Regions from separate parts of the Pan troglodytes genome. Here region 1 is linked to region 2. The links are chromatin contacts, called in public HiChIP or PLAC-seq maps. All regions are on one chromosome and are shown on one strand. The core of a region is the stretch at or near the end of the contact, and the rest is flanking DNA. Distances in the headings are between cores, read along the strand shown. Region 1 holds the start of DDX19A (DEAD-box helicase 19A). Region 2 holds the start of SF3B3 (splicing factor 3b subunit 3).

Region 1 (2,938 bases), core at 208-2,707, 180 kb after region 2:
CTTTCCTATTCCTGTTATTGGGACGTTAGTAATACCAATAGGATCCAGGTTGAAAACAGAAACCTTTGGCTTTATCTCCCTTCTCTCCTTTATTATGTTAGCAAGTCCTACCCATTCTACCTTCATATCTTATACCCATCCCTTAATTTTCACTTCTACTGCCCAACATAGGCCCTCTATCTCGGGGCTATCAGAATAACTTCTACACTGATATTTCTATTAGCCATCACTTCTAACATATTCTGTTCTCCATAGTTCAATAAATCCTTGCCAGCCTTGTCTAATTCTGTCAATAGCCCTCTCAAAAATCCCCATACCGGCTGGGCGCGGTGACCCACGGCTGTAATCCCAGCACTTTGGGAGGCCGAGGTGGGCGGATCACTTGAGGTCGGGAGTTCGAGACCAGCCTGACCAACATGGAGAAACCCCGTCTCTACAAAAAATACAAAATTAGCCGGGCGTGGTGGCGCATGCCTGTAATCCCAGCTACTCAGGAGGCTGAGGCAGGAGAATCGCTTGAACCCGGGAGGCTGAGGTTGCGGTGAGCCGAGATGGCGCCATTGCACTCCAGCCTGGGCAACAAGAGCAAAACTCTGCCTCAAAAGAGAAACAATTACAACAAAAAAAAAGACAGTCCATCATCACTAAACAAACCTAAAGTTTAGGTCTTAGATATAAGAACAGAAAGCCACAGTGTATGCTGTAATTACATTCCAGTTGAATGAATATTCATTACTGAAAGAACAAGTACATGAAACCGTTACTTTACACATCAATGAAACAATTTGTAGTGCCTCCTTCCAACATCTGCAGTAGATTGAGGTATTAAATCCAAAAGTGAATCTGTTATTCTGCAAAGAGCTACAAACTACCAACCACGTTAAGCATGGATCTAAGAAATGTTAAATACAGAGTAGTATAGAAACATGCGAAGAACGGTCGCGTAATGAAAAAGAGAATCAGAATCTAAACTTGGCTTTCCTTATAATCGTCACCGAGGAGGTCAATAGAGGAATGACAGCATGCATAGTGGGGCGGATTTACCAAAGGATGAAGTCCTTAACCAGCCCAGATGGAGATAAAAAGCTCGACATTGGTCTCTTTAGCTCTAAGAGCAAATCAAGGGCAAGTGACTGCCCCAGCAAACTCCAGGAGCGCGTTGCCCAGGGGCCTCCCCAACCCGGGGAGCTCCCTGTGCTTTTGGGAGGTTTCGCTTGGGCCCCTGCTACGTCCTCCTCGCCAGGAGCTGAGCTACTGACCGACTTGACAGCCGCTTCCTGCTCGTCCACCGCCAGGGCCCACGAGTCGGTGGCCATAGTCCCGGACAAGGGAGACCCACTTGTGAAAATATGCGCTGCACCACGTCTCAACGCCGGCCCTAACCTCGCCACCGGCGCGAGAATGCACCTCACGCGGACCGGAAGCGGCGGTGAGCACAGGTGACGTCAGTTCCCACCCGGCGTGCGACATCATCATTCTGCGCGGCGCCAGGTCTCTCCTCGGGCCTCGCCTTTCCCTTCGTGCGCAAACCTCGCGCTTTTTGCTCACCCTTCCAGGACGCGGCCTCCTCGCTTCTTAAAATGTCTGAGCTCTACGAAGTGGAACCGTTAGCCCTCCGTTTGTTGCCTTACTTCACACTGAAATAAGCCAACGTTTATTTTATTTTATTTATTTTATTATTTATTTTATTATTTTTTTTCGAGACGGAGTCTCGCTCTGTCCCAGGCTGGAGTGCCGTGGCGGGATCTCGACTCACTGCAACCTCCGCCTCCGTGTTCAAGCTATTCTACCTCAGCCTCCCGAGTAGCTGGGATTACAGGTGCCCGCCACCACGCCCGGCTAATTTTTGTATTTTTAGTAGAGATGGGGTTTCACCATGTTGGCCAGGCTGATCTCGAACTGCTGACCTTGTGATCCTCCCGCCTCAGCCTCCCAAAGTGCTGGGATTACAGGCGTGAGCCACCGCGCCCGGCCCCCAACGTTCCTTTTTAAGCCTGTCGTATCTCACATTAAATGTGTAAGTCTCTGAACTGTAGGGCTTTGAACAAAGGAAAGTTCCATGAGAATACTATATGATGCCAATTTCTACTGTTAGGAACGCGATAACAGGTAAGAAAACAAAAACCAAAACGCAACAGAAGACCCGTAAACCCCATAATTCCACCATCCAATAAACACAACACACAATGCGTTTTTTCGTTTCTTTTTGAGTCAGGGTCTCATTGTGTCGCCCAGGCTGGAATGCAGTGGTGTGATCTCGGCTCACTGCACCCTTGACCTCCCACCCCAGCCTCCCAGGTAGCTGGGCCCCCAGGCCCGCACCACCACTCCTGGCTAGTTTTTAAACTTTTTGCGGAGACGGGAGTCTTCATTATATTGCTCAGGCTGCTTTCGATCTCCTGCTAACTCCAGAGATCCTCCTGCCTTGGCCTCTCAAAGTGTTGGGATTACAGGCATGAGCCACCACACCTGGCCATTATGTTGAAGGACCACCAAATACATAATGTATAATCTATTTATATGAGATTCAAGAATAGGACAAATAAAATCTATGGTGATAAAAACTAACAGAGCTTACCTGTGGAGAAGGATGTTTGGTCCAGACACAAGAGAACTTCCTGGGTGATAGAATTATTCTGTATCTTGATTGGGACCTGGTTACATAGATGTGTAAATTTGTTAACTCATGCTACTTTGTATTTCTAAACTCATGGAACCATTATTTACAGATATCACCCAGGCTGGAGTGCAGTGGCCGGGTCTTGGCTCACTGCAACCTCTGCTTCCTGGATTCAAGCGGTTCTCCTGCCTCAGCCTCCCAAGCAGCAGGGATTACAGGCACACGCCACCACGCCCAGATAATGTTTGTATTTTTAGTAGAGATGGAGTTTCACCACGTTGGCTAGGCTGGCCTTGAACTCCTGAGCTCAAGGATCTG
Region 2 (3,063 bases), core at 462-2,961:
TACTTTCCCCTTTCCTTATAACTGATACAATCCATTACAAACCTTTGGAATTCATTTTTTCCCAAATCTAGTTGGATTCAGGTTCTCCAGCGACACCTTAACTTTGGGTCGTGGAGGAAGGTGCATTTCGGAGGATCAGTCCAGTACTAGAAAAACTATATACGAGGCCAGGCGCAGTGGTGGCTCACGCCTGTAATCCCAGCACTTTGGGAGGCCGAGGCAAATGGGTCACTTGAGGTCAGGAATTGAGACCAGCCTGGCCAACACAGTGAAAACCCCTCTACTAAAAATGCAAAAACTAGCCGGGCGCGGTGGCACACGCCTTTAATCTCAGCTACTCGGGAAGCTGAGGCGTGAGAATAGCTAGAACCAAGGAGGAGGAGGCTGCAGTAAGCCGAGATCAAGCCGCTGCGCTCCAGCCTGGGCGACAGCGAGACTTCGTCTCAAAAACAAAACAAACAAACAAAAAATATATACCAGATAAATGTGGTAAGCTTTAAAACTTCCCCCACGTCTGGGCCGGGCGCGGTGTCTCACACCTGTAATCCCAACACTTTGGGAGGCCAAGGCAGGTGGATCAAGGTCAGGAGATCGAGACCATCCTGGCTAACACCGTGAAACCCCGTCTCTACTAAAAATACAAAAAATTAGCTGGGCGCGGTGGCGGGCGCCTGTAGTTCCAGCTACTCGGGAGGCTGAGGCAGGAGAATGGCGTGAACCCGGAAAGCGGAGCTTGCAGTGAGCAGAGATCGCGCCACTGCACTCCAGCCTGGGCGACAAAGCGAGACACCGTCTCAAAAAAAGAAAAATTAGCCGGGCGTGGTGGCACGCGCCCGTAATCCCAGCTAGTCTACTCGGGAGGCTGAGGTAAGAGAATCGGTGGAACCCGGGAGGCAGAGATGCAGTGAGCCGAGATCGCGCCACTGCTCTCCAGTCTGGGCGACAGACTGTGACTCCATCACAAAAACAAAACAAAACAAAAAAAATTTCCCCCACGTCTGTTTACCATTATTACAAAAAGCTTGTATGATTGCTCACTGCATCTTCTCCATCCTCCAAGGAAACATCATCGCATTTAAACTCTGTCCTCCATTACGCAAACGAGAAAATAGAGGTTCAGAGGAGGAGACAAGTTGCCCAACTACCAAAATACAAATTCAAACCAGAGTCTTGGCTCTAAAGACTGTTTCCGTTATTTACGCTTTTAACACGCTCCATCTTTCTATCTTCCCATCGGTGTACCATTTACTCTACCCAGAGGGAGACATCCATCCCTCCCGCTGCTTGTCACACCTCCCCCGTCTCAGAGTCCCCAGAAGTTAAAAGCAATCTCCACGAGCCCTATTTTGAGATAGAATACGTTCCCACACTGTGGATGGAAGCGAGAGATAACTGCAGGAAGCCGTTTTGGCGCCTCAACCATCCCTCGGTACCTCCTCCTGGTCCCCAGCCTCTCGGGCCTAGACTGCCCGTGACCCCCGCCAAAGTCTAGGGTCCCCCTTCCATATGGCCGCTCTCCGCCTCCCCGGGCCCGGGGAAGTCTCCAGGCTGTTTTTTTACCCTGCAGCGAGAAGGATGGTGTGGATATCCAACGGATGCTACCTCCCTTCAAAACTTAAGCCACCACCAACTCCAACATACTGGCGTCCGCCATTAGACCTCAAGACAGGGACATTCTGGTGGCGCGCGGCGGAAAAAGGCACCCAATCCGCGCCTGAAGAATATATATAATTTTTAAAAAATGCTTCCGTCTTGCTTCCACACGGCATTACAAATTATTTAAACATGCTTTATTGCTTTGCTTTTTCCAGGAGAATAGAAAATTAATACGTTTTTAGAAGTAGACTTAAAAAAAAACCATTAGAGTTCATTGGGCACTTCTGTAGGCAGCCCCAAATAGGCGCCAACGAAGAGGGGGCCTCGCGGGACCGGAAGTGCCGAATGGGGACCAAGATGGCGGACCTTGATTCGCCTCCGAAGCTGTCAGGGGTGCAGCCGCCGTCTGAGGGGGTGGGAGGTGGCCGCTGCTCCGAAATCTCCGCTGAGCTCATTCGCTCCCTGACAGAGCTGCAGGAGCTGGAGGCTGTATACGAACGGCTCTGCGGCGAGGAGGTGCGGGGTCGAGCCTCCTCTTTTTCATGGAGGATCTAGGGAGAGTGGGAGCCTTCAGTCGGGAAATCCGGGCTGTGGGAAACTCTCCTTGCTGGGGGATACAAAAAAGCGGGGAAACAAAGAAGCGGAAGCTAGTCGGGTATATGAGTAGTCCTGTCAACTCTTTTCACGCTGTCGGACGCGCCGAGCTTGTCTTCCCTGATACCTGGGCGATCTGCAGCCTCTCCTCCCTAGACCCCCGTTGATTTCCCTGATCCATGATCACCAGTTTCTCCACGGGAGTAAAGTTAGTCTGAGAGTATTTGCCAAAGTGCTTGGTTCTCAAAATAATAAGCGCCCTTTTGCATTGGCTTAATTTACAAATTATGAAACGCTCTCATCCTGTTATTTAAGAGGGAAGCCTTTGCAGATTAACTTCTTGAAGCGTTTTAAGACTTCCTCTTGTGGGGAGTGATTTGGGGGTGTGATTTTAGCGTTTTGGTCAAATGCACATCTTTGTAGAGGTTTGAGCTTTTAAGACTCAGACACAATTCTCTAACCTTGGACAAGTCACTTCATCTCTGGTACCCTTGATATTTTATCAAATGAGAGGTGTGGACTATTCTCCAATTCCTTTCAGTTCATAACGTTCTATCTCCTGCCTCCTTTAATTTTCAGTGGCAACTCGATGCTGTCAATTCACTTTCGAATGTCAGTTGGGTTCCTTGCTAGTCAAAAGAGATCTAAGCTCTAAGCTTGTCAGCTGTTTCCCAGACCAAACTTCTAGCAAAGTTGAGCACAAAAGGCAGTTTCAGCCTGAGGGAGAGGTGATCGTTGATATCTTTGAGTATTTTCAAGTATAAACTTGCACTAACTCTAGCAGTTTCTGATACGTTTTTCAGCAAGATATGTGTGGTGTTTTTTGTTTTGTTTTGTTATTTTTAGAAACAGGGCCGCTCTCTGTTGCGCAGG

What was found. HiChIP or PLAC-seq counts read pairs in DNA pulled down with a chosen protein or histone mark.
Region 1: an H3K4me3 HiChIP or PLAC-seq map of stem cell-derived excitatory neurons shows a contact between it and region 2, with 3 times the contacts expected there. The contact joins the promoter of DDX19A here to the promoter of SF3B3 in region 2. A contact is called at or near these places in 1 of 7 Hi-C or Micro-C datasets (induced pluripotent stem cells) and 1 of 1 datasets of contacts at active chromatin or transcription factors (stem cell-derived excitatory neurons).

Annotation. Positions count from the first base shown.
Region 1 is chr18:72,337,244-72,340,181 of NHGRI_mPanTro3-v2.0_pri, forward strand. It overlaps DDX19A (DEAD-box helicase 19A), which reads right to left and starts at 1,458. Exons shown (of 12, transcript XM_024349921.3): 1 at 1,260-1,458. The coding sequence starts at 1,316. LOC104002664 (a long non-coding RNA gene) reads left to right here and starts at 1,523. Exons shown (of 3, transcript XR_001710411.4): 1 at 1,523-2,109.
Region 2 is chr18:72,157,362-72,160,424 of NHGRI_mPanTro3-v2.0_pri, forward strand. SF3B3 (splicing factor 3b subunit 3) reads right to left here and starts at 1,712. Exons shown (of 26, transcript XM_511081.7): 1 at 1,561-1,712. COG4 (component of oligomeric golgi complex 4) reads left to right here and starts at 1,909. Exons shown (of 19, transcript XM_016930110.2): 1 at 1,909-2,112. The coding sequence starts at 1,942.